Linked DNA regions of Mus musculus: regions 1, 2, 3, 4 and 5 are each linked to region 6. A link is a contact called in public HiChIP or PLAC-seq and promoter capture Hi-C data. All regions are on one chromosome and are shown on one strand. The core of a region is the stretch at or near the end of the contact, and the rest is flanking DNA. Distances in the headings are between cores, read along the strand shown. Region 1 has its middle 24 kb from the start of 4930511E03Rik. Region 2 overlaps Magi1 (membrane associated guanylate kinase, WW and PDZ domain containing 1). Region 3 has its middle 54 kb from the start of 4930511E03Rik. Region 4 has its middle 54 kb from the start of 4930511E03Rik. Region 5 overlaps Magi1 (membrane associated guanylate kinase, WW and PDZ domain containing 1). Region 6 holds the start of Slc25a26 (solute carrier family 25 (mitochondrial carrier, phosphate carrier), member 26).

What was found. Promoter capture Hi-C pulls out the DNA fragments that hold promoters and counts their contacts. HiChIP or PLAC-seq counts read pairs in DNA pulled down with a chosen protein or histone mark.
Region 1: an H3K4me3 HiChIP or PLAC-seq map of bone marrow-derived macrophages shows a contact between it and region 6, with 7 times the contacts expected there. The contact joins the enhancer-like site here to the promoter of Slc25a26 in region 6. A contact is called at or near these places in 12 of 39 promoter capture datasets (the 3T3-L1 cell line, the C10 cell line, the HPC-7 cell line and 7 more), 1 of 15 datasets of contacts at CTCF or cohesin (the NIH/3T3 cell line), 3 of 484 Hi-C or Micro-C datasets (bone marrow-derived macrophages, granulosa cells and hematopoietic stem cells), 14 of 115 datasets of contacts at active chromatin or transcription factors (the 230-238 cell line, T-cell acute lymphoblastic leukemia, acute myeloid leukemia and 6 more) and 3 of 9 other capture datasets (adipose tissue, embryonic stem cells and liver).
Region 2: a contact with region 6 is called in a FOXA1 HiChIP or PLAC-seq map of pancreatic cancer cells. The contact joins the enhancer-like site here to the promoter of Slc25a26 in region 6. A contact is called at or near these places in 8 of 39 promoter capture datasets (the 3T3-L1 cell line, 3T3-L1-derived adipocytes, the C10 cell line and 3 more), 1 of 484 Hi-C or Micro-C datasets (the C10 cell line), 2 of 115 datasets of contacts at active chromatin or transcription factors (pancreatic cancer cells and stem cell-derived neural progenitor cells) and 2 of 9 other capture datasets (embryonic stem cells and pancreatic islet).
Region 3: a promoter capture Hi-C map of liver shows a contact between it and region 6. The contact joins the enhancer-like site here to the promoter of Slc25a26 in region 6. A contact is called at or near these places in 17 of 39 promoter capture datasets (3T3-L1-derived adipocytes, the C10 cell line, HPC-7-derived erythroid cells and 10 more), 2 of 15 datasets of contacts at CTCF or cohesin (the NIH/3T3 cell line and large pre-B cells), 5 of 484 Hi-C or Micro-C datasets (bone marrow-derived macrophages, megakaryocyte progenitors, neural stem cells and 2 more), 13 of 115 datasets of contacts at active chromatin or transcription factors (the SCID.adh cell line, acute myeloid leukemia, bone marrow-derived macrophages and 5 more) and 2 of 9 other capture datasets (adipose tissue and pancreatic islet).
Region 4: a promoter capture Hi-C map of stem cell-derived epiblast-like cells shows a contact between it and region 6, with 2.7 times the contacts expected there. The contact joins the enhancer-like site here to the promoter of Slc25a26 in region 6. A contact is called at or near these places in 4 of 39 promoter capture datasets (the C10 cell line, embryonic stem cells, liver and 1 more), 3 of 115 datasets of contacts at active chromatin or transcription factors (embryonic stem cells and pancreatic cancer cells) and 2 of 9 other capture datasets (adipose tissue and liver).
Region 5: a contact with region 6 is called in an H3K4me3 HiChIP or PLAC-seq map of embryonic forebrain, with 5 times the contacts expected there. The contact joins the enhancer-like site here to the promoter of Slc25a26 in region 6. A contact is called at or near these places in 13 of 39 promoter capture datasets (the 3T3-L1 cell line, 3T3-L1-derived adipocytes, the C10 cell line and 7 more), 1 of 484 Hi-C or Micro-C datasets (embryonic limb bud), 14 of 115 datasets of contacts at active chromatin or transcription factors (bone marrow-derived macrophages, embryonic basal ganglia, embryonic forebrain and 10 more) and 4 of 9 other capture datasets (adipose tissue, embryonic stem cells, liver and 1 more).

Annotation. Positions count from the first base shown.
Region 1 is chr6:94,965,147-94,969,781 of GRCm38.p6, forward strand. No RefSeq gene overlaps it. Among named protein-coding and RNA genes, the nearest start is that of 4930511E03Rik, 24 kb to the left of the region's middle. Within about 2 kb of position 2,110, at least 10 of the 459 cell types and tissues checked have an H3K27ac peak or open chromatin away from gene starts, as enhancers often do.
Region 2 is chr6:94,153,478-94,157,710 of GRCm38.p6, forward strand. All of the region lies in intron 1 of Magi1 (membrane associated guanylate kinase, WW and PDZ domain containing 1), which reads right to left. All of the region lies in intron 1 of 4930511A08Rik (RIKEN cDNA 4930511A08 gene), which reads right to left. Among named protein-coding and RNA genes, the nearest start is that of Gm52867, 72 kb to the right of the region's middle. Within about 2 kb of position 1,589, at least 24 of the 459 cell types and tissues checked have an H3K27ac peak or open chromatin away from gene starts, as enhancers often do. A contact at or near this core is called in liver and pancreatic cancer cells, where this site is marked.
Region 3 is chr6:94,995,559-95,000,127 of GRCm38.p6, forward strand. No RefSeq gene overlaps it. Among named protein-coding and RNA genes, the nearest start is that of 4930511E03Rik, 54 kb to the left of the region's middle. Within about 2 kb of position 1,428, at least 2 of the 459 cell types and tissues checked have an H3K27ac peak or open chromatin away from gene starts, as enhancers often do. A contact at or near this core is called in liver, where this site is marked.
Region 4 is chr6:94,887,614-94,891,837 of GRCm38.p6, forward strand. No RefSeq gene overlaps it. Among named protein-coding and RNA genes, the nearest start is that of 4930511E03Rik, 54 kb to the right of the region's middle. Within about 2 kb of position 1,873, at least 11 of the 459 cell types and tissues checked have an H3K27ac peak or open chromatin away from gene starts, as enhancers often do.
Region 5 is chr6:94,082,667-94,086,906 of GRCm38.p6, forward strand. All of the region lies in intron 1 of Magi1 (membrane associated guanylate kinase, WW and PDZ domain containing 1), which reads right to left. Among named protein-coding and RNA genes, the nearest start is that of Gm52867, 140 kb to the right of the region's middle. Within about 2 kb of position 2,330, at least 25 of the 459 cell types and tissues checked have an H3K27ac peak or open chromatin away from gene starts, as enhancers often do. A contact at or near this core is called in embryonic basal ganglia, embryonic forebrain, neural progenitor cells and 1 more, where this site is marked.
Region 6 is chr6:94,497,307-94,501,685 of GRCm38.p6, forward strand. Slc25a26 (solute carrier family 25 (mitochondrial carrier, phosphate carrier), member 26) reads left to right here and starts at 3,008. Exons shown (of 10, transcript NM_026255.5): 1 at 3,008-3,151. The coding sequence starts at 3,119.

The DNA.
Region 1 (4,635 bases), core at 860-3,359, 470 kb after region 6:
TCAACCTGGCATGATGGATATGTGAACAGGGTCAGCTGGGAAAAGATGCACAGGGAAGATTTCAATAAAGTCAAAGATGGAGAGGTGCCTAGAACAGAGACTAACTTGAAATCTAAGAAATGGATGCATACCTATTGATCAAGTAGAGCTTATTTTCTGAAGTTTAATATAAAGACCAAGAACTTGGTTCAACAGCCTTGAGTAGGAAGCCATTCTTTGTACTGTCCTCTCCCCATTTAATTGCATCCGTTTCTACTGATGCTGTTTTAAAGCACCATGCTCCCATGACAGTGGTCATGATCATCCTTTCATGCCTGACCTACTTCAATAGAATCTCCATCTCCATCCTCCCTTCAAATCACCCAGTTCAGCTTCAGTACAGAAGCCTGATATTAACATCATGCATTCCTAGCTTAAAGTTCCTTGATGGAATCCTATCCATCCTGCTTTTTAAAAAACAGGGTCTTGTATAGTCCAGATTGACCTCAGACATGCTATATAACCAAAGATGACACTGAGCTCCTGAGTCCTTTCTTTCTACCTCCCAGTGCCAGGACTACAGGTGTGCACTACCATACCAGGCATCCCACCTTAGTTTGAATTAAAACACAAAACCTCAGCTAAGTGTGTTGATAATCGACAGCAGGATCCAATCAATTTCTGGTCTGACTGGTGCTAGTCCTGGACCCGTTACCACTCTCATAACCGTGCTCTTCTCCTAAACAATATGGACCTCTTTCCTACCAAAAGTCTTTCCACTTCCTCTTCCTCCACTTGCCTGGTTGGTTGTCTTTTAATGATTAAAACTCCCAGCCCTGTTCCCTATACCAGAACACCATCTGCTCTCTCATGGAAATCTCACAATAACCTCTCATTATGTTTGTGAACAAGTAATGAATTATTGGATTCACTGTACCACGCCTTGTTCCTGCTGCTTGTGCTCAATGGTATAAATCGCAGTACCTGGCACATCTCAATGGTATACACTCAACAAAACACTGGCACAACATCTTCTCAATGGTATACACTCAACAAAACAGCTGATGGATGGAGGGTTTGAGTTTAGGAAAGTACCTTGGATGCGGTGTAGTACAGTCCTCTACTCCATGTAAAATTCCCAGCAATGTAAGTGGACTTGTAAAGTGTTGTTTGTCCCTTGACTCCATCAGTGTAAGGCAGCCCTATTTCATTTATCTCTCTATTTCTCTCTCTTGTAATAAAATACTATTCACATTCTGCCAGTGTTAGGCTCTGTACACTATTGCAAATCTCTACCATGGTGAGAATTTATCCACTTTTATAATTTTCCAAGTTTGCCTAATTATCTAATGCCACTTTTATACTGAAAACATTTCATAAAGTTATTTTGAATTAGACACACTGACTTTTCTTCAAGACATGGGGATGTGGAAAAGTGTTTTTTAAATATGTCTGAGAGATGTTTTTAAAATGCTACAAAATAAGATTGGATCTAAAACTCAAGGGTGATATGTGATTTGAAGCATTTAAGCTAGTATATTTAAATTCATTTTACCAATGGAGTGTGTGTGTGTGTGTGTGTGTGTGTGTGTGTGTATGTATCTGCTTGTATGTGTGTGTCTCTGTGTGTGCATCTGTTTGTGTGTGTTTCTCTGTGTATGTATGCATATGTCTTTCTGTATCTGTCTCTGTGTGCACGTGTATCTGTGTGGCTATGTTCTTATGCTTATGGAAGACAGAGGTTGATGTCTGGTGTCTGCCTAAATGGCTTTCCATCTAATCTCTTGAAACAAGGTCTCCCATTGAACCCAGTGCTTGCTAGCCTGCCTGGCCAGTGTGCTCCCAAGAGTCTCCTGCTTTTGCTGTCCCAGAACCAAAGTCACAGATACATGCAAACACATGCAGCCATTTTCTTACTTGTTGCTGGGGGTTGAGCCCAGGTCTTTCTTATCCAGTAGGCACAAGGCCAGCATCTGAAATGCTAGTATGGGAATCTTGCAGCCCACTTTGAGGTGCTGAAAAGCCGAGGCAACCTCTGAGTATGTGAAAAAAAAAATGTGTTGCTAAAGGGTAATTGTAGCTATTTGAACTTCACAGCGTCTTCCACTAGGGACATATTAATTCTGTCTAAACACACTAGTGCCACCTATTGGAAAAATCTCTGTTTAGACAGAAACAAAGTTGTAGGGTTAGAGTCTGCAATACTAGAAAATGCCTCTCGAGATGGCAATTTCCTCTGCTAAAGAAAAATAAGATTAAACCAGCTTGCTAAAGAATGTTTAGATGATGTCTAGATATTTTGATGTGGAAAGAGAGGTTTTCATCTTTAAAAAAAACTTGTTAGCAAAGAAAACATTAACTAATAATGAATCAGCAGACTAACAAATACCATAGTTCAGGAAAAGGCTTTTTGCTTGTATAATTAGTCCTGATGGGGCTTGGGTTCCTGGAGTGTGAGCCCAGAGGATTTTCTCATGGGCGAGAGAATTTTCTCACTCAGTCCTGCTGTAGAAGACCTGGAGCCCTGGAGAAACAGAAAGGAAGCAGGAGAATTTACTTACCTTATTACAAAGGGAAAGCTGCCTTTCCTTCTGGCCTTCTTTCATCAATAAATATTGTTTGATCACAAAGTATAAAATGCCTATCCCTGCCGTCTTTCAACCTCTGCTGGAAATACTTTTAACACAGTGGTTTGTGGGGAAATGATACAAAGAACATAACAAAGAGTATGACCATACATAAAAATGGCCTAGGGTGGCATAGTAACAGAGAGGAGAAGGAGGAGAGTGCAGAAATGAAGAAATAAAAATTCTAGAAAATGGCATTGACATTGTCCTGAAAGGTTTTAAAAAATAAAACCCAAATTGCTCATGGAAATTACATTTAAGGAAAGGGAAGTTGAGAGAGAGAGAAAGTTTGATTTTCCAATTAATATCTTTGTACTTCATTTTTATTACATAGAGGAAGGGAAAGGGCATCACATGTAAAAAGTACAGGCTGGGGCTGGGCGTGGTTGTTCGTGGCCCAGGGCTTACCTGACACACACTAGGTCCTGGACGCACCACTTAGCACTGGAAATAGTGCTTATATTTCTGAATGTACTAAAAATTAGTACTTACTTGAAGGTGACTGTGTACTTATTTGATAAACGTCCATTGGACATCTGAGACAATTGCATTTGCTTGACTGGATTCAAACGTGGCAAAGCAAAACCAATCCAAGTTGTATGGAATACAGAGCAAGACAGCGATTAGAGGGGCCAGGGCTGAGAAGGAGCCACGGAGAATCTGGAGACTTCTGGAAATGCTGCCAATGCTTTTACTGAACTGAGCTGGTACCTGTAACAGAGTGGTGTTCAGTGGTGTTCAGAAGTCACCAAGCTGTGGATTCTGAGCTGGACTCTTTCTTCCAGATGTGTGTAAGTAGATACAAATTCTAAAAATGACACTGAGATGACTTCTTGGCTAGAGAGACCTATTATTTACTTTCTAGTCCCCTGGATTACACCGCAAGTCTTATGGGGAGAAAACAAAAACAAATAAAGTGCATTCAATTTTGACATTTTCCTCAAATGCCTGTTGGTACACAGCTGTGGTTGATGGAATCCTAAAGCTATATAGCACTAGTGCTGGAAGGTTCTTTGGAAAGTGCTGAAGGAGTACTACAGGAAGCCAGGTCTGGGCGGGAGCTACTGCAGGCCCCAACAGAGGTCAACACCATATGTCCAACACTTCAACAAACAATACAAAAGAGTCCTTGTTCATTAATGGGAAGCAGACCCAACATCCACTTGGAGGCAGGCAAATCTGTTCCCTCCTTGACTGCCAAGCACCCTCGCCATTCCCTGTCTGCTAATTCACCTGTTCAGATTACCTGTCGATCAGTGAACACTGATGGGCTGCTAGATATCCTGGCAGACAAGCTTACAAATGATCGTGCCTGCCACGTGTCCTGTATTTAAAGGAGCCACAGTAAACCTTCACATCTAGTGAGAGGTGTGTTGTATTTCCTATCTGTCGCTGATAATCCTGGGGGACACTGAAATCCCAGGTAGGGTTACAGGCTGTCACGTGCAGCCACACATCCCGCTTCCCCTGGTTCTATTTATTTATTTTTTCGCACTCACACGATTACCGGTTGTGCTAAGTGTGCGGGCCAGAACTTTAATCTTGTTCCCCACTCAAATGGCAGATAAAACTGTGAAAGTAGCTCAGGCTTTCCCCACCACTCTAAGAAAGGAGTGTTAAGCTATGTGCTTTGTTTCTGTAACTTCCCACTAGCTCGGAGAAGCATTCTTACTAATGACAATGAGTGCCCCACTGTTGGCTTAGAGGTCCACTCATTTAAAACCTGGGGCAGGACTTGGGAGACAGCTCAGCAGGTAAGAGCACCTGCAGTGTGTGCAAGCAGGGGAACCTGAGCTCAGACTCCTAGCACCAACATAAGAAGCTGCACTTCTGTGCCCGTTACTCAGCACTGTGTGGGGGAGGGCATGAAGGAAAGCAGAGAGTGATAGGTAGGGCACCCTATGGCCTCTGTGTATACAAATGAACACACACCACATACACACACACACACACACACACACACACAAATGGAAGGATCAAAAAATAAAAAATAAAATAAAAGTAAAAAGAAATATAGGGCTTCATAGAC
Region 2 (4,233 bases), core at 339-2,838, 350 kb before region 6:
ATTCTACATGCGAACCATAAATTATCTGAGTACAAATTAAGGTCCTTATTGTATTTTCTACTATACACAAAGTAAAGGTCAGATGTATTGCACACATGTATGTGTGCTATATCTATATTTTGCCTACATATGATAATATTAAATACTGGGTTCCTAGTGGCTTTCTAACACCATGAGTATTAGTGAATATGAAAATTTTTTGAAGTACAGTCACTAAAAGACTGGGAACCACCACCTTACTCCTGTCTGCTCTCTCAGCTGACCTCATAACATGACTATGAATGGAGACAGAAACTATAGCTGCCTTAGGTCAGAATGAGATGGATGAATGAAATAAGGAAAGTGTCCATTTGATATGTACGGGGGCGGGAAATGTGTGAAAGGGAACAGAGAAGCCACTCATTTAAGAAAAAAGAACTTATTTTCTTCTCACATCAAAGTCCTCTAAGAAGTCCAGCTGCTAGTGCACCATGTCACCACAGCCTCTATATGGACCAGCAATATGCCCAATACTTGCCTTCTGAGCCATCCCTCCCATCCCCTCAGCTACCTGAATACACTGTGAGCCATGGTGATGATTGGCTTGAGGGAAAGGGGGATTGACCAACAAATTCCAAGCTTATGCTGTACAACTTCTGAACACATGTGAGGCTGAGGCTAGAGTCAAGTATTCCCAACACATCGTCAGGGCAGGAAGGAACTTAGTGAAGGCAGTTACCACTGACTGCTGTCAAGGGAGGCTTTCTAGGAGGGAAGTACCCAAGAGGATGCTCAGAAGATGGTCAAAATGCAAGCGCATCCGTGGGCGTGCACATGCATGTGCATGAGGATAACGGATGGTTCCATGGCACAGAAGGAAGCCGTGTGTCCTCCAGCACACCGCTGTCCGTGTCACTGGCTCACACACGTTAGGCTGAGGATGGGAACTCGGAAGATGAAGGCAGCACTAGGAGCTCAAAGCCAACTGTGGTGATGTGGTTAACCCACTACTTCAAAAATTAAAACAAAATGATAAAATGAGATGCCTTACAGGACAAAGATGACAATGTGAATCTAAGGGAAGGGACCCTAGCTGACATTTAAACTTCACTATATGCCCCACATCGCTTTGTCTCTCATACACATACAAACAAAACAGCTCTCGTTCTCTCACAGACACTTTCTCAAACGCACACATACAATATTTTATTCACACATTTTTTTCTCATGTATATGTCCCTATCACACACACACACACACACACACACACACACACACACACACACACCAAACCACCCACTCCCCCCCCCTCTCATGCTGATCAAAAGCTTGTGTCCATGCATCCAAATCCTCAAAAACTGAACTTTAAAAAACAAAAAAACACTGATTGTATTTAAAAGAAAAAAAATCATTTCCAGTAGAACAAGGCCTGTCATAAAAGCCGATATTTGAGAAAATCTCCCAAAGGATTGCCAAGAACATTTTAACTTGAGGTCAGACTTGCTATTGCACTTGTACTCCCTGCACTGGGAAGAATGAGACAGGAGGATTCCAAACTCGGCCATGCTAAGCTACACAGCAAAAGTGGGGCATAAGGGTGCAAAAGTACAAGGTCCTTACACTCCCAGATAAGCAGTAGGGAAGCCAGGAATGTTAAACACAGAGGCATGTGTCCTCAGTGGGGGAGATGAAATACCTGCATTCCACCCAGAAAGTGGAATGGATGTTGTTTACAGCCTGGCAATCCTTTTGCTATGTGTAGAGCAGATTTCACCCAAACCCCCTAGAATGATTATCCCAGACTCTTCCCTCCCTGGGCCTTTATCCTAAGTTTCCATCAACTAAGAAATGGTCCTTAGGAGAAATGTCATATGTATTTTATGGCCTGCTGACCTCTATGCAAGCTCAGGGAGAGATCATACTTTGAGCTATAGGACCCGCCTTACTGGTCACATGTCCTTTGTGAATGAGTGTCTACACAGTCATACCTTAAGCTTTCTTTGCACCTGGAATGGGAGTAATTGTGGCCTGGAAATGTTTTTCCAGATTCTATTGTGTTTAAATATGCCTTCAATAAACCACCTGGCATCAGAGTCTGCAAGTTTGATAAAGTTTGAATAAGTCAAACTGAACCAAGTTTTATTCTCACCTCTTTGTGGTCCCTTTCTTTCCCTGCCTACAGTGACACCAGCAGGGATCCCCTCAAGAGGGCAGGATGATATGATCCAATAAAGGGTTAAAAAACAGGGCGGGATGGGGGGAGGCATGGTGGCATAGGCTTGAAGCCCCAGCTACTAGAGAGGCTAAAGTAGGAAGACTCAGCAGAAGAGATGCCCAGTATATGTAGGTCCTTGATAATCAGGGCTCAATCACCAGAGCAACAGAGATGGGACAGAACAAGATGAGACAGGACAGAATGGGATGGGAAAGGACAGGAACAAAGAACAGAGAACAAGAGATTCCTGTAACAAAAAGGAAACCACAACTATATCCCAATTTCAGAACGCTCCAAGCTACAGACTAAAATCCTCCCATTGTATTTAATAGCATCTGAAATCACATAAACATTAACTACGGGAAGAAAAAAAATAATAAAATTTATACCTTGTTTTCCCACAATAAAGCCTACTTTAATGAAACTTGTGCAGTGACTAATTCTTTAAAGAATGAGGTGGATTCTACAATGGCAGTAAACAGTGCTCTGAGTTCCTGTTAGCAATCTGAGAGCACATCAAGCCCTCATTCCACCCCTGGCCAGCCACTGAGCCAGAGCTTTGCTGCACAGTATGTGGCTCCACTGAGCTCCAAGTGCAATGGAAGCCTAGAGACCTAGGAACCCGCTGAACACTGGGGTGATCAGTGAGTGAGCTGCATTAGCTGAGAGCCACACCTCACTCTCTGTAGGAGTCCCTGTAGCACACACCGCAACCAACGGTGACAAATACAACCAAACCTCAACATGTCCTATAGAAGACTTCACAAATGCAGTGCTATCCCAAGTAGCCCCACACAGCTGTCAAACTTGGCTATAAATTTGCAGTTTAGACCTGGGACAAGCGACCAGCTATAAAAATATTAGGTTAAACAATGAGACACATACACAGAGCTCTAAACAGATGCTGTATGTAGAAAATGCATCACAGATAATCATTGTGTTCACTGTGCACACTGGAAACTTTACACTTTCCAAAGCAGCATTCTCCACCCCGTACCATCTAGCAATACATAACAGGAAATCACTCCCTGCTCACAAAATCCCTGCATGGTTAAGGGACTCTAATTGAAAACTTTATTTCTTTAGTTATATTACAAGGGGAAAAGTTCCTAACCCACAGTCCTTCTTCACCCCTGCGCAAAAAGGAAAGAAAATGAATAAAGCAAAGAGTACATAAAACCTTCTAATGAATATAAAAACTAACAAATTTTACTATGCGATTTACTGACATCTCTGCTCATTCACTGTGTTATTTAAGATTATGTGGAAGTATAGACGTGAATTTAAAGACCGTGTAGACTAACTTGTGCTGCTTTAGAGAAATCTTTGTGATCAGACAACCTGGGAAAACAGTAGAGTATCTCATGGATTTTCCTCAAAAACTCCAGGAGCAGGAACCATGGCCAGGTCCATTTGACAGCTACAGAAACCGAGCTTAGAATGGGCTGTAAGCTCATCAAAGCAAGACAAACCCAGATGGGAGAGCACACCTAGAGGTCGCACCTAAAAGAGAACCGCACGTATTGTTCCCGTTTCCTCGCATAACACATAGGAAAGACACCAACACTCATATTTTAGGGGAAAAATTCAATAACAAGATTCTTTTCAAACTGTTTGTCCAAAAAAGCCACCTCATAAAAAGCGTGTTAGATGGTTTTTAAATGAACAAAATCTCCACACCCACCTTTCAGCTGTTCTTACGTCATCCAACGGAAGTCACTTTTCTACAAGGTGAAGGAAGGCAAGGTTTCCAGTGCAGAAAATTTATGAACTAGATATGCATTTTTACAGATTTTACTTGCTCTGTTGTTGTTTTACGTTTCATGGAAATTACAGTAAAACTGGTTTCTTCCTGAAAAAAAGGCACTTCAAAAATTGGTAGGGCCAGCAAGTCGACCCAACTGGCCATCAAGCCTGGATCACCAACCAGACTTCAATCCCCAGAACATACATGGTGGAGAGAAAACAGATTCCTGTACCATCCACTGTTAAAATCATCAAAGTCAAACTGGGGAGAGGGTTCAGCAGTTGAGAGCACT
Region 3 (4,569 bases), core at 178-2,677, 500 kb after region 6:
CCATGCCCAGCTAAGGATATAAATTTTTATCTACTACTCCAGAGTCATGCCTGCCTCCTTGCTCCCTGCCATGTGGTCATGGATCCTAACCCTCTGAAACTGTAAGCAAGTCCCTAATTAAATGCTTCTTTTTAATAGATTGCCTTGGTCATGTAGTCTCCTCACAGCAATAGAATCGTAACTAAGACAGCCTCTAATAGGAACTGTGGCAAAGGGTGGGAAGACTTGGGAACTTGGAAATAGGATTAGACAGGAAAACACACACACAACAAAAGGCTACATTTCTAATAAGAGAGAAACCAGAATGGAGGACAACAAGCTCACATCAGGAACCAGCAGAGAAAGAAAAAAGTCAAATCAGCTTAATACAGGCAAAAATGAAATATGGTATAAAGGGAAACTTGTGCTTGGGGCCAAATAAATAAATAAATAAATAAATAAATAAATAAATAAAAGCAATATGATGCAAGAATAAAATTCTGTGTAGAACCTACAACTAAAATTTGCATACTGTTTCTCCTTATATGGCACTAGAAAACCCCCAATGTTTTACTGAAGCAATTAGTATTTTATCTAGACTTAATGAGGAACAACTTAGAAGTCCATAGACTTTAAATCAAGTTCTGAAAAAAAAAATGCGGACAGACAAAGACCAACCTGCCGCCAATATTTTTTTTTGCTGTTTCCTTCTTTACAGTCTGGTCCTCACCGACTTTTACCCACTGAGAAAGAATCAGAGACATCTATTTTCTTCCTGCCCTGTAGTGAGAGAGCAGAGGTCTTTTCCTTGCTTGTAAACAGAAGCTTTTTTTCCCCCTTTCTGTCATTCTTTAGGGCTCCTGAATATCCTTTTGAACTGTGAAGCCAGAGAAGGTTGTGACAAAGGGACTTTCCCTCTAAAATAATGGATTACAGACACCGGAGGCCCAACATCATCAACCTAGGGGAAGGGTGCAGGCAAGAGAAGCTGCTGCGGCCTCAGACCTCTCTGAGCACAGCACAAGCCAGCAGGCAGTGGGAAAGGCAGCATCCTATCTCAGAAGTTTGAAAAGGTGGGCCAGGTTGGGAGGACGTACTCATTCCCTAGCAGCAATACACTGTCCAAAAATAACCTGTGCCCGCTGTGCCCTTTCTCATCCTGGTGCCCTTTGTACCCAAGTTCACCCACTGACATTTTCCTCTCACTAATATTCAGAGCTTAGCCTGTTAGTTTTTTTTTTAAGACTTATTTTTATTTAAGCATGGATGTGTGTGTTTGTGTGAGTATATGGTAGTGTGTGCAAAGGCCCGAAAAAGGTGTTACATATCCCCAAAGCTGGAAATACAGGTGACTGTGAGCCACACGTGGGTGCTAGGAACTGAACTTGGTCATCTGAACGAGCAGCAAACACATTTAACTGTAGTCAGCAGAGCTAGATAGTCAACATTTAAAATGATTGTTTCTACCTTGAACGTGGAACCTTTATGCCTTGTCCAAAGGAGAGTGGAAAGTCCTGGGTACTGCAGCCCAGTACAAGAGCCCCAGGTCTGAAACACCATTACTGCATGTGTGGGACTAAGGAAAGACAAACACTATGACAGCCACACTGTGTCTTGAGATGAAGGAGAGTTTAGAGAAATCTATCTCTACAGGGTTCATTTGCTAAATGGCCTCCTGAAGTTCATAGTGGTCAATACAGACCCTAAAATCTGAGATGGAATATGTCAGTCAGCTGCAACCCACATGCTCTCCAGTACTCAAGTTAGAGTCTGGGCCGTGGTTTAACATCTAGTGGTAGGAACACTCTCTGTATTTCAGTGATTTTTTTTTTTCTGGGCAGATCCTTCAATGTCACAACAATGCTTCTTTAAAATTAGACTCCCTTTTGGATGTCAGTCAGGCAGTGAATGAGTTAGTCAAGTACTAGGCAGAGCCCTGAAATTATAGCTCTGGACCTTTAGAACTTTCTTCTTTTGTATACTGTTATAGGCATGTAGGGTGCCATGGTTCTTCACGGAGCCTGTATGTTTGCACAGGGTCTGTATGGCACACACTTAGCACCCTCAGTTACTCATGTCCTGTGATGGTGTGTTGAGAGGGGAGGGATAGGAACTAAAAGGATAAAAACGCTATGGGGTTTCACAGGGTTACATTACACTAGAGCTGGGCAGAAGGCGTCGTAGCAACTACATGGCTCAATCTAATTCCACTTGGGTCTAGAGATGGTTAAAAAAAAATCCTCCTAATGTCACCGGCGTGGTGGCGCACGCCTTTAATCCCAGCACTTGGGAGGCAGAGGCAGGCGGATTTCTGAGTTCGAGGCCAGCCTGGTCTACAGAGTGAGTTCCAGGACAGCCAGGGCTACACAGAGAAACCCTGTCTCGAAAAACAAAACAACAACAACAACAACAAATCCTCCTAATGATACACATCGAGTCAGTGCTTGAGCCAAGGCTTGACCTGTGTCTTCTGACTTCAAATCCACTCCTCTTAGACTAGTGTAATGTAGTTTCAAATAGTTTTAATTATTTGGGTGTGTGTGTGTGTGTGAGAGAGAGAGAGAGAGAGAGAGAAGGAGAGAGAGAGGGGGGAGGCAGAGAGGGAGGGAGAGGGAAAGCGGAGGGGGGGGGAAGAGGGAGGGAAGGAGGGAGGGAGAGAGAGAGAGAGAGAGAAGGAGAGAGAGAGAGAGAGAGAGAGAGAGAGAGAGAGAGAGAGAGAGAGGAGGCAGAGGGGGAGGAGAGGTGGAGGTGGAGGGGAAGAGGGAGGGAGCATGCATGGCCCTGTTTTGCTGGCATGTATGGCCATGCACCGTGTATGCAGTGGTGTCTGAGGAGGCCAGAAAGAGCACTGGATCCCTTAGCACTGAATTTATAGTTAGTTGTGAGACACCATGTAGGTGCTAGGAATTGGGTTCACCCTCGTCTTCTGGAAAAGCAGCTAGTGTTTTAACTGTTAAGCCATCTCTCCAGTCTTTAGACTTACTATTTCAGCTAAGAAACTCCCATGGCCTTGGTTGCTAATGTTGTAATAGTTGGGGTTAGTAGCTCTAGGATAATACCTCCTCATGGTTCAGCAAACAGAATCGTTCACTCCTGCAAGGTCAAAGGCAAGTCAATGAGGATTTGCTCTGTTCAGTTAGGGAATCAGGCTCTCTTCATGGAAACAGGTGGCTTCAGGTCACAACAGCAGTGAGGAGAATGGAGACTAGCCCTGGTTCTTAGATGTTGGTTCTTACTTCCATACGCATTTCCTAGGCTGGGAATAGTTATACAGTTCCATTTTACCAAAGGGAAAAGAATAGCAAATTTTTGTTTCTCGGACCACACTCCCACAAACATGGGTGTAGCACAAGGGCATTCTGGGTCATTAGAAGACAAGACTCTAACACATAATCTCATTACTTGAGTCACACTGAAGTATGAAAGGCAGGCAGAACATACTAGTGGCTTATGAATTCACCTCCCTTATAGCAATCAATTAAAATACAAAGGCAGACCTCATGAACGTAATGATCCAAAAATACTGACCACCTGCTTTGGCTATAAAGTTTCCCAGATTGGAAGTTGAAATTGGATTTTTTTTTTCCTTTCCAGGGCATTTTGTAGGCGTCTATTGGCTCAGTGTCAGAATAGCTGGACCTCCAATAAAATGAATACAAATATTTGTGAGGTTCATTGCCTGCCGCTTGGCAGCAGGTCAGAGCTGGCCCCTAGAGAACACGTGCTCTGCAGGCACGTGGCAAGTCTGACTTGCATGGTTCAGTGAGCCAATGGGGACTGTCACTCTGGAAAAATCCACAAAGTTTAGCCCCCATTAAATCATATTGACAGCTTCTTGTTTCCCTGTTTGTCGTATTTAAGACACAGCATTTCTTGATTCCTATGGTGGTTAATCTTGTCAACTTGACAGGAGGTGAAATTACTTTGGTACCCTAAAAAGAGGTGGCACTATTCCACGGGCTGAGCTCTGAAACTGAACAGAGAGAGAGCAAACATTCATCGATGTGTGTATGTGGACTGCACATACAGTGTGACAAGCCATTTCCCCAGTTCTTGCTGCCCTCACCATGGACACACACACACAAACACACACACACACACACACACATACACACACACACACACACACACGTGCTGTAGCCTTCTTTGTAAGAATGTCTCAAGTTCTAATGTGAAAATACCCAGGGACGGTAGGAAAGTGCTGATTCTTATCTCAAGGGCTGGCCTAGGTCCTACAAGCCTGTTTCCCCAGTTCAGCTGCTGAAGTCTTTAAGAACTGCCCCAGAGCTACTGTTTCTGTCTTGCCCCTTTAGCCTTGAGCACTTTCTTTGCAGCTGGGCTTTCTAAAAACCAGAGATGTGAAGATACAAAAGCCTGGCCCGCCAGCATCAGTGAGACAAAATCGTAGCATAGTGAGTTTCTGCCTCCTAATTCCCTAGTAGAGAGGTTTATGCCTGAGGGAGGCTTTGTCTGGAATCTCGTTTTTTTCCTCTACCTTCCCCTCTCATAAAGATTTCTCCAGAGACAGCTGCTTTGTCTTTCCCAGGAAACCTTGCCTTGGGATTCTGGAAGACCTGTGCAACAAACACA
Region 4 (4,224 bases), core at 623-3,122, 390 kb after region 6:
ATGCACCCAGGTGACTCCGATGCAATCTGTCCATGGTCCCTCTGAGAAAGAGTGTTTAGACCAGTACTGTGTCAGCTTGCTTTCTATTGCTGTGATAAAAATACCAGAGCCACTAAGACCTTGGGGAAGAAAGGGTTCATTTGGGTTACATGTCCTGATCACAGATGATCATTGAGGGAAATAAGGGCAGGAAGTGAAGGCAAGAGCTGAGGCAGAGACAACAGAATGCTACCTAGTGGATGGCTCCCCATGGTTTGCTCCTCCCCTGCTTTCTTACACCACAGAGGACCACCTGCCCAAGGATGGCAGCTCCCACAATGGACTGGGACCTCCCATAGTAATCATCAATCAAGAAAATGTCCTAAAGACTTACTTACAGGTAATCTGATGGAGACATTTTCTCAATTAAGGTTTCCTCTTTTTGGATGATTCTAATTTCTGTCAAGTTGATATAAAATTTAGCACAAATGCTTCTCAATTTGGGGTTATATTGTGGGGGGGATTTGACCCTGTTTAGAGACATTTTGATGGTCATAACGTGTATGTGTGTGTGTGTGTCTATTCCTAGTAAATAGAGGTCAAAGACAGTCAATATCTTAAAGAAAACATCCAGGAACTATTCCCTGGCCCACAACACCAAGCCTGAGGAGTGGTACTAAATCTACTGTATTCTCTTCTAGCCTCCCCTTCAGAATTTTGGTAGCTGGGATGGGGCAAAGCACGGCAGTAGAACATTTGCCCAGCAGGTACAAAACTCTGAGTCAACCCCCCAATAAGCAATTGAACGTAACTCCACAGCGCTCCTTAAGGGTAAAAGTCAGCAGTACATGATTTCTCACCCTGATGGAAGCTAACCCTTCTTTAGACCCGGATCCCTGGTACATTTGCTATCATTCGGGCCTCATCCCTTCTCTAGCAGACACTCCACAGCCGACAAATGCTGATACAGTCTCAAGCACACGTTCTTTGGGACAGGCCACAAAGTGCCTTTGTGTCTGGTGGGTCTTGCCCTTGTCGACAGGAAGAAGGGAACACCCACAGGCCTAATTTTAGTTTGAAAGTTTAGTACCAATGTGTTAGGGTTTGAAGTGAGGTTATGCAAGGATATGATGAATTCGTGACCTGGGCATGGGAATACCCCATGGTGATATTTTGAAGAATGGAAATTGGAATGGCAACAAATGTGAGAAGGGACACAGCAATGCCCACAACCTTCCTCAATTTCTAGAGGACAGTTAAGGTAAATGACACTCCCATACCCCAGATGGTTTTCTAAACACAAATAACATTGTTGTGCTTTATAGAATGTTGAACATGCTGCCCGGGCAACAACCACTCTGCTGACCTGGGAACCTTTAACTCTGTTATCAAAGGAGCTGGAATAATAAAATGAACCTCGTTGTGCAATTGTCTTGGCTTCCTTGGAACCCCTTGTCTCCTGCTTTAATTGTTACAGTATTTAATCAGGAGGCAACTTGGCTACTCCCACAAATGTATCAAGCTTCATCTAGGAAAATAGCTTTGACGTATTTTTTCTCTACATCCACCAAATAATACATTTGCCTCTGGGACCTCCCAGGGAAATCTGTGGGCAAAGAAGCTATGAGAAGACAGGGACCACCCAACAAACTCAGTCATCACATGAGGGCGGAGCCTTGTGGGTCCTCGTCTGCCACTGTGTCTGGCTACCAGTTGGCAACAGTGAGCAAATAACTTAGTCCCTAAGCCAACCCTGAATTCCAGGAAATTAAAGTTCAGTAAATAACTCTGCACAGATCTTCGAGAGAAACGTCAAGGAGACGGTATCCCGAATGGCTCTAAAAATAGCCAGGTAATTGCCTTTGAAGCTCTCTTGAGAAGATGCACTTAGCTGAAGGAGTGAAGCCGCGAAGGACTCCTTTGTTTGTTGACAGGTGCTGTCTCTATGTAGTCAGCCAGTCACCTCTGAAGTGGGTGTTGGCAACCCAATCAATATTTGGGTACTATGGAGTTACTATGCCACTGGGTTGACCGCCGTTAACAGCAAGGAAACCCATCGTGTGGCTTCTTTAGGCCATACTGTTTACTGAAATGATAACGCTGGCTTTCCTGACCTCGATGCTTGGTTCAGCTTGTCACACTTGGCCTGAACACTGTGGGAAGAGTATTCACCACCTCTCTCTCTGGTCTCCCTTGAGACTATTGATGCTCTTAATGCTACTTTAAAGATCCCCCTACCTTCTTTCCAAGCAAGATTGGAGAATCTAGACATGAAATGCTTCCGCAGAGCAGTGGCAGAGTTCAACCAGTTTGGCAAGTTGCTGCCTGCGGTTTAGGACCCACCGACCGCTTCACTTTCTCTCCTTGGTACTTTAATTCTTCCGTCTTGGCAGTAGACTGTGGAATAGACTTGCAGTCATGAAAAGTATGAAATTGTGTTTGTCTCAAATAGTTTGCTAGGTTCTTCATCAGTCAGAGGCCTACCACAGGTGTGAATATTTGTTTGTAATCCAAACATAGCAAAGTAAACGGTCGCATTTTGCACACCCCTCTTCCCATACAATGCTTTGAATATTTTCTTTGTGATGGTCAATGACTTTGTTTAACTTCAAAAACAGCCTGAATGGAAAGGAAGGGCTGGGAGACTTGAAACTGTTTGTACAAGGTCTGAAAGTGAGTGATGGCTAGGCTAAGCTGGGCATAGAGTCCTGACATTTTGTCAGCTCCCTGAGGAGGCAGATGTAATGTCCACGACTCACCTGCCATGTGTTGATGGAAAAACAACTCTGTCACGCATAGTTTTTAAGGCTACACACGTGACCTTTAACCTCAGAACCTTTCCAGAGTTTTCCACTGGGTATCAAAATTCTTTCAAATATTTCCAGCTGGGCATCTCCTTGAGCTGTAATTGCAGCTCAGCATTTTAACATTGGTGGCTATTGTTGAAGGAATATTTTCTCTCCCCCCATGGCAAGGACCATTTGGTGAACTCTCGCTGGTAGACAGAGGGAGGTGGGAAATTGCCAGGATTGTTAAAGCTTAGCCTTTTGCCTTCCAGTTGAATCCTAGAGTCCTGAAAGGGGAATATTTTTGTGGGTATTCAAGTTCCTGTCCTCATGTTAGGTTTCTAGACAGATCCTGGGAGACAAAGAACTTTTCCCTATTGTGAAGTTCAGTGTCTCCACAACAGAGTGGAAACTCAGACACCCTGAATCTAAGAACCAGAACTGATGCTAAATAAACAAATAAAGATCTAGTAACTGAATTTCAGGGCAAATTACAAATCTTCTGATTGATATTTTCTACTAATCTAATTAAAATGGTCAAAGATTGTTATAAAAGACATTTAGGGGCATACCCAATAAATAACATCATGAGGACATATCCAGAAGAGAATAATTCAGACCTAAAACAATACATTTCCCACAAACAAAAAGGGTTCACAGAGCTAAAAGAATGAAATACACACACACACACACACACACACACACACACTGAGTTAACTCAGAGACTTAATTGGAGAATTTCATGGAGGAAAAGAAAAAGCACCTACAGTTGTCAGTGATGCCCTGACAGGGCCTAGGAGTCGCTGGTTTGGTCACACTAAGTCTTGAGATAAATCAGAACTGCTCTGGACTGTGTCACAGGCGACAGCTCTCTAGAATTTTCAGTGAAGCCGAGTATTTCCACTGTTCTTTCCAAAGATGGTTCATTTATTTTTCTGACTTCTCAGATTGTCAGACCAAAGGACCCCAACATTTGCTGTGCACATTGATGCTTGTAGCTCCTTCATAGAAATTTCCACTGAAGTGAGCTAAAAATAACCAAATGAAAAGAAAGTGGTGGGCTCTATCTTGGGAACTATTAACATAATTTCCTACATTCCCCGGGTGAGGCCACTGAGATACAGTGAACTGAATGGTTTCTCTCCTAGGTTACAGGTTCATAAATGATAAATCCTTCACTTCTTTACTGCCCTGTCACGAAGTTCAGTGCCAATCTATAAGGTCTAGTTCACTCTAGACACTGTTCTGCCTTGAGGATTCCGTATACTAAGTTTCAAAACGTGTGGTAGTCTAGGAATAAAATACATTTCTGAAATTTCTCCCTCCCCTGTCTTTCTTTCACACACACACGCACACGCACATGCACACATGCACATATGCACACACACATTGGCCCTCAGTATCATAGGGGTTAGTTTTAGCACTTCTACACATGGCAAATCCATGGATGATTAAGCGT
Region 5 (4,240 bases), core at 1,080-3,579, 420 kb before region 6:
GAAAACCAAAAACACACTGAGCTTGAACGACAGGAGAACCAACTCTCACACACCATCATTCATTTATGTACTCAAAACCATGTCATGGAGCTAAGGGCTATATTAGGTGCTGGAGAGACGACAGCAAACAGGACATACTCTCTGTCCTCTGAGACTGCACAGCCCAGCGGACCAGTGGGACAAAGAAGTGGGCAATTATAAAAGCTGAGTGGAATGCTAAGAGCAAGCCTATGGTACTCTGGGAACACTAAGCCGAATACCTAATCAGGGTTTAGAAGTTAATAAAACAACTGCCAATCATGTAGTTACACACACAGATAAGGACTTTGCCATTGAAAGTGGGTGGGGAAGGTACCCTAGACAAAAATCCCCCACGCAAAAGCCAAGAAGCTAAGCAAACCCAGAAAGAGGGAACCCAGCACGACTGAGGTCACGGGTGGAGACGGTCAAGGTTAAAGTCAAAACAACCACTGAACTAATAAGCAAGGCTCACCCACTCTTGATCCCCGGGGATCATACAGGTCTACAAGAGGCCATTTTCTTTCTCTTCCACATTTTCAGATCCTTCTAAATTCCCTCAAGATCAAATAAGAAACCCTAACAGGTAATTCACACATACTCTAACTCAATTGTTTCGTGGAACTCGACTTGGGTACAATCAGGAGCAGTTCTCGGAAAACACTAGCACGTCACGTGTCTGTGACAAGCTTCTGAAGGCTTTACAGGGATTTAAAAAAAAAAAAAGTGATCTGTTCTGGGGGATCACACAAGCATCCACAAGGTAGGTGTCACCCCAGTCTTACAAATAATATCCCTGCAGCTCAGCCAAGTCCGTGAACTCAGCAATAGAACTCGGTCTAACCCAACCTACAAGCCACCAGAGCAGTGCTCCCCACTGGTTACGTCCTGCTGTGTGGGCAAGTTGTGTGGACAAGTTAGGAGCATGCTTGTGTATGGACTGTAAGTGATTCATTGTATCCTGTTGCTTCTGCACTATGAACTTGGGAGAAGTCTCTCCAGCTCGCTACATCCATGGTAGGTGGATGCCTCAGACAGACCTGCCAGCGTGATCTGCACTCTAGAGCCTTTACAGCTACAATAAAACCAATACTGGGAAAGCACTCTTTAAATCATGCGGTACTTCTCCAGATACATACGAATTACAATTCTGCCTTGTTAAACATCTCTGAGCAAGGCGCAACCTTAATAATTAGGACAAGTTTTCCTCTCCCTTTGTTCTGCTTTCTACAAGGCAGAAACAGCTTCGACATAAAAATCCCCGGGTCTCTTATCCAGAGAGCTCAAAACAAGAAATACTGTCAAAGCTGGTCTGTAAGATCCTTCAGCAGATAAGAGTCTGCTGTGCAAGGCCAACCATCCAAACCTGATCCTATGAGCAGACTGACTCCCAAGAGCTGTCCTCTGGCACGTGCACTCTCTCTCCCTCCCTCTCTCCCTCCAGGGCATATAAGGACCTGTATTTACACACCCAATAAACAAACAAACAAACAAAACAAATGTTTTTTTTAAAAAATTGTTAGTGTAAGCTTTATCACAAATGCTTAGTAATATAATCAATGTGCTGCATGACTTTCATTTCATAACCTGTAGGCCTAAAGACGACCAAGAGAAAAACTTTGTTCCTAGTACTGGAGAAGAAAAATAATTCTATACTTTCCTGAGAATCTTTGCAAGCTTTGGCTAAACTTAATTCACCTCCCTAGCTTAAAACAAACAACAATATGGCTGTCTTGGAACTCTCTCTAACTTTGAGATCTGCCTGACTCTGCTTCCTAAGGGCACAGATCAAAGGTGTGCACCACCCCCTGGGTTTGCTTTGTTTTAGCAGCTGAGCTTGCTGTCTGCACAGGGAAAAAAGGGTGGGTGGGGGGGTGGTGAAGAAATGCACTGAGTCCTCCTTGCAAAAAAAAAAAAAAAAAAGCTCTTCAGCACAACTCAGCCTAAATTAGTGGCTTTTTAAAGCCAACCCGTTGAAATCCAGTCATGGTCCTTTTTCTTAGATAAAGGCCAAAGTGGACAGTCACATCACACAAGGGTTACTGCCATTCAACAGCTAAACGAGGAAAAATAAGAAAGCCTATTTTCCTGCAGACAGACAGATCCTGATTAGGCAGCATTTTATTGAGCCTGTGAAGTCAGCTACAGGATCTGTAAAGAACTGTTAAGCTTAAGCTAATAAAGTGGGAAAGGGTAGCTTAGAGCCAAAGAATCCTGTCATTTCAACTTGTCAGCTTGAGCTCCGCAGGGAGCCTTGGGCCTTTCAGTTCAATAGCGGTAAGAGACTGATGCAATAAAGCAGGTTCAAATCAACATGCTTCACACATGCAGTACTTATAAAAGCAAGCATTCTTCATAGTCCTCGCTGTCCCGGCCTCTGTCACCCACTCTTCCTGAGAGGAACAAGCAGGCTTCCCCTCGAAGCTGAAGAGGTCATGCTGGCCCAGCAAAGGCTTTTTGGTAACATAAAGTAGACAAGTGACCTGCAGACAGGAAAATCCAGATACTCAAATCCCTACATAAAATGTCTCAGTATTTGCATATCACCTACATGCACTCCCACATACTTTAAACTAACTGTATTACCAACACTCAGCTCAATACAAACGCTAAGGAAGTAATTGTTGTATCAGATTCTTTGGCGACATTGACAGGATACGAAAAGCCTGTAGCATATGTTCAACACAGACAGTTTTGTTTTGTTGTTTTCAAATATTTCTGTTTGCAGCTGGTCGAACCACAGGTATGCCACCCACAAGTACAGAAACCAATGGTTTATACCTCTACAAGACACGCCGGTCAAAACTAATGATCATCTACTGAAGCTGTGTGTGTCAAGACGGAATACAGCTTAGCAAGGGATGGTAGATACAAGTGGATTCACCAGGAGACGAAGGAAGGTTTGAAGGAAGGGGAAACAACATCAGTTCTGGCTATTGAATGTCTTCCAGCCTGCTTGAGTTCCCCGAGAGACTCCGCTCTTCCTTTCTCTTGTGTTCCAAGCGTCTGATTCTTAGTGTTCAATCACTTTCCTTTTAGACTTGCACATGTCAGAAAAAAATGTTCCTTTTCTCCTTCAAGTATCCTTTGGCCTGATACTTCTACCTCAAGGTAGAATTCTAGCTTAATTTCTCCAAGAAAACTGGTAAAAAAAAAAAAACCCTAATAGATATCCAAATAACTAAAAAAGTTAACAAAGTGCTTAACAACAAACATTTAGGGGAATCTTTAAATGACAAGCTAAACAGGACTGGATTAACAAACCATTATCTATAGATTCTGAAAAAGTTTATAACTATTCAACATTACTATTGAAACTGTTGTAGACTGAGCTGTGAACAGAACAAAATATCTACCTTTAAGAGGTCTACATGCCAGTACTACGGTGATAATACAGCTATGAAAGAACATGTTTCTGCATGGGGATTAACACTGGGAAATATGTAAGGGGGTATTAGTTAGATGGTCCACAAGAATGTCTATATTTCCTACTAGTATATATGAATTTTAGACAGAAGAGGGAAGGAAGAAAACAAAAACAAAAACAGGGTATCAAGAAATGGGAAAGAGGAAGAAACAAGAGAAGAGTGAAGATATAAACCAATCTCATTTTCCACTCTGTGCTTGCGATTAAAGTTACAAGAAACTAGACATTTCTCTCTCTCAGGCTTTGGATCTAACCAGTGTCCTCGAGCACGCTGGCCAAGCAGGCTAGCCTCTTCCTAGTTCTCCTCCCCACACCTACTTTTATGTGTACAGTATTGCGACTCAAACCTAGGACCTCCTTTGGGCTACAATCTCAGCATCCTATTTAAGTTTCTCTAAACTCGGAAGTCTTCTGAGCAACATGCACACAATTTGTAATGTTCTGACCAAGACTCCTCTATCTGAAGCATCATGAACCACACTCCTACCGCAACTGCTCAGTGAGGATGCTGGGGTCGGAAAGCAGCCTTGGACTGTATAGCATGCACGGGAATGTTTGTGTTCCAATCAAACTTTACCAATGGGAACAAGCTACATTCCACACTGAAGCTAAGGGACACACAGATCAAGGGCCCCTCTGACAGTACCAAGGCCTCCACCCCATCCTCTGGGCTTTTTTTAAGTCTTCCAGGTTTCAAGGGTGTGACCTTAGATTGAAATCTGTCTGTGTTTTTTGCTTGTTTGTTTGTTTGTTTGTTTGATGGCACTTTCTATTTATCTAGAAAACTTAGGCTAT
Region 6 (4,379 bases), core at 1,758-4,257:
AGCAGGTTGTATTTGTGTGTGTATGTGTGTGTGTGTGTGACAATAATCATCAAAGAAAAAGAAGCCATAAATTTAAGATGGAATAGGAGGGGGAAATGGGAGAGGTTAGAGGAAGGAAAGGGAAGGGAAAATGATGTGTATTTTAAATTAGAATTAAAAAAAAATTTGGTCTAGAAAGAAGGCTCATGGATTAAGAGTATTGGCTCTCTCCTCCCCACAGAGGATCATGGTTCGATTCCTGGCACTCACATGGTAAGGAACAATTATCTGTAATTCTAGTTCGAGGGACTTAACACCCTCTTTGGGCCTTCTCAGGCACATATAGGCAGGCAAAACATCCATATACATAAAATAGATATAATTTTTAAAAATTGGGAGTGGGTAGAGAGATGGCTCAGTAGTTAGGAGTACTGATTGTTCTAGAGAATCTGGGTTTCATTTCCAGCACCCACATGGTGGTTCACAACTATGAACAACTCCATTTCTAGGGCATCAGACGCCAGGCATGTACGTGGTACATAGGCATATATGCAGCAAAGCACCCATACACATACCATTTTTTAAAATGTAAAAATACTGTAGTTTTTATCTTTTTATCTTTTAAAGTACTCACTCTGAGGAAAATAGTCACATGAGGACCGGTAAGCAGCAACACGGAGAGGTAAATATTGTGGGGACTGAGGCCTCCTGCTAATCACTGATTTGTCAGTTATGGAAGTGAGCTACCACTTTGGAAGTAGATTCTCCAGTTATGATCAAGTTTTATGAGATGATCCTGGTCAACACTGACACTGTAAGTTACGAGAATCCCCGACTTGGAACTGCCAAGCTTAAGTTCTCTCAGATTTTTACCTAACAGAAGGAGTATGAGGTAAAAGCTGTTGGTATTTTAAGCTACTTACTTGTTAAGCTGAAACCAACCAACCAACTCACCAACCAATCAGATTTCTGGACATGGAGATGGTGTAGAACAGTATTTAGTGAGCTGTGGGAGTGCCTTGATGCAAAGCAAAAGTGAAAGGTATAGGGACTCTGAGGGAAATTCTAGTGGGAGCTTACTGGTAGACCCCAATGGGCTGTGAGGAGGCCTCCAATGAAGCCATGCTATAAAAGAGTGTGGTAGGGTGAATTCTCAGATGGCCTCAGAATCCCTGCCCTTTCATGCTCACAGTCTGTATACTCGCTCCCTGCCTTTGAGTGTGAGCACGGCCTGTGTGAGCCCTGCTGTTATGGTCACGTTGCTCTATATTACAGAAACGGTTTCTGCAGTTGTCAATCAGGTCTCCAATAAATTGACTGAGTGAGTCAGGATTATCCTCTGTGGCTCACACAAGATTACTGGAGGTTAAAAAGTCCACTAGTCACTTAGTTCTACAACATACCTGCTACCTGAGATGTAGTAGGCCCTTCATGCATGCGGAGGTTAGAAGGTATTGTCCAGTAAATGGGAAGACAAGTCTACTCCAAGAAACTTGCTAAATAGTTAATGACATGTTCATCCAAGAGCACACGTTGCCTTCACAGTGAGCAAGATGAATAATCAACTATCAAAGCAAGTCATTTTTTTATGCCACTTTATTTTTTACTGACACAGTGATTGTACAAATTTATTAGGGTAGTGGGTGATAATTCAATACACCCACACGATGTGAAATGGCTAAGTCAGCCATTAGCATGTATAATTCCTTAAATATCATTTCTTTGTGGGTCATCTTTGAAATTTTCTATTTTCTTTTAGTTCTCTATAAAAATATATAACAGTGACTAGGTAGGTGGAACTATATATGTAGCCTTTGTGGCTACATCTATACTGCCCTTGCATGTTCAAGACCCTAGAAAGAAAACCCAAATTATTATCCAAGTGTAATGGCTCACATCTGTAATTCCAACATTTGGGAGGCAGAGGCAGGACAATTGTTATGAGTTTGAGGTCACCAGAACTACATAACTACATTGCCAGTTCTAGCCTATCATAGGCTACAGTGAAACTCAAATACCAACTGAAATACACACACACACACACACACACACACACACGTAAGTAAATTGTAAACTAGCAATCCTACTGTCCTGCAGAGCAATGGTACTTATTCTTCCTGTCTTCCTCCATCTACACGAGGGCCCTGCTAGGTAAACACATATTCTACCATTGAGTTACACTCACTATTAAGCTGTATTTTTTTAAGTATTAAATTCTATTTATTTCACTATCAACATATTAATATGTAATAAAATATAATATGCAAAATATATGATATACAATAAATATTAGGTATGTCCACAGACATTGGGAGACAGCTTGTGGGAACTGGTTGTCTCTTTCACCCTATGGGTCCCAGGGAGTGAACTCAGGTTGCAGGGTTGGTGGCAAGAGCTTTTACCTGCAGAACCATCTCACTCGCCCTATCTAATAGGAATTTGTTAGTTGTCACCTCCAGAATTGGAGGCAAGCGCCTTTACCTACTAAGCTATCTCACTGGCCCTAACTAATTGTATTTTGATAGCAGCTACCTCCATCCTTCTTCCCTTCGTAGTCTCTAGTGATCACTCTCCTACTTTAAGTACATTAATTTAAAGAGAAATAAACGTCAGTACAAATGGAGAATACTTTTTTTTTTTTTTTGGTAATAAAAACGTATTTTTGTTTAACATTTTTTTTCTTTCTTTCTGGAATTGGATCAACAGAAATCCAGCCAGCCTGCACAGATAAAGCGAAGGAATAACGGACTTGGATTGTGAGTAGGAAACCACAGGGCTGGCCTTCAGGTACAGGCAGTGCCGCCTGGTCCCAGTCCTGCCAGCTCTGGTCTCTCCTCCGGGGTCTTTCGTAGATCCCATCCGGGGCCACAGGCTTGTGCGAGGCTCTTGCCTAGCGCCTCCGGAGCCGGCTGCTGAAGGACAGGAAGCCGGAGAAGCTCCAAACCCCAGGGTCCTCCAGGAAAGGCTCAGCGACCAGCACCGAGCGACGCACGTGCTTTTGTTGTGGTGTGACGTCACGAGTTCTGCCCCGGAAGTAGTTGCTCCATATCCCGCCCCAACATGGCGGCGCCCAGCTCTTTAAGTCAGCACCTGCTTTTGCCCAGCTTGTGATTTTTAACCTTGGCGGCGTTGGGAGACCATGGACGCGCCGGGCTTCACGGCCTCGCTGGTGGTGAGTACCGGGTAGGGGTGGGCTGCTGGGTGCAGGCTGCGTGGGAGCTGTGGCGGCTTCTCTGCACTGCCGCTTTCTTCCGGGTTTAAGCAGTGGTCGGTCTGTCCTCAGGTCACTGGCTGCTAGATCTAGGACCAAGCCTAGAGACGTCTGGGAAGTCTGTTCTCAAGGCTTGGTGGCTTCTGATGGGCTTTTAGAGATGAGGTATGCTTGACACATTGTCTTATTTACTGAAGGCTTCAGTAAATTAAGACTTCCCTTGTACACCATATTCACCTGAACTTGGGAATTAAACATGCAAATACACACTATTCAGGAAAACACTTACGACCCATCCATCCAAGATACTAGCTTGTCTTTTTGAAGTTTCTACACATTTAGTTCCTAGTAATCTGCTCATTTTTCTCCACGTTTAGGCTTTGAAGAAATACTGAGCATAAGTAGTGGTGTTGTGGAGTCGATGGTTTATTGGCTAATTCTGTCGATTTATGAGAACCAGTGCTTTTTGAGGGGCCTATAACAGCAGGTCTAGCAGGAGATAATAGATTTAGCAGATGTAAGAGAGACTGGTTAACTTTGATTTTATTCTGGAAGAGTGAACAGAAGCAGACAAGAAATACCTTCATTTTTAAAATGCTCCTGCTAAGGGCAAATAGAAGCCCAGGGGCATTTGTTTACAGAACTAGCTACTGCTCTGATGGAAGGGTTGGAGATAGAGTGTTGAACAAGAGAAACCTGCCCATAAGAGTTAGATGTAGGAGACAGTACAGAAGTGACTGCTCGGGTAAGTGACAGGTGGACTAGGTTCAGGACATTATGGGAAGAGGTGATAACAGGTTATGGGCCAGGCATCCTAAATATATGAGATTCATTTGTGTTTGGGGAGATGGCTCAGTAGTTATAGCATCTGTAGTTCAGTTCCCAGAACCCTGGGAAATGTTGGGTGGGTCTGGTGGCCCATGTGTAATTCCGGTGCTCAGAAGGTGGAGACAAGGGATCCCTGGAGCAAGCTGGTGAGCTAGACTAACCTTTAGTGATCTCTAGATCCTTTGCTTCAGTGAAGAAAGAGGAGAGACAATGAGAAAGACTTCTGACTCAAGGTTGGGCTGCACACACACACACACACACACACACACACACACACACACACATATGTGCACGAGCACAAGCACATAGCACATCGCACCCAGGCTCATTTCATTGTATTTAATTTTCATTTACTGTTATT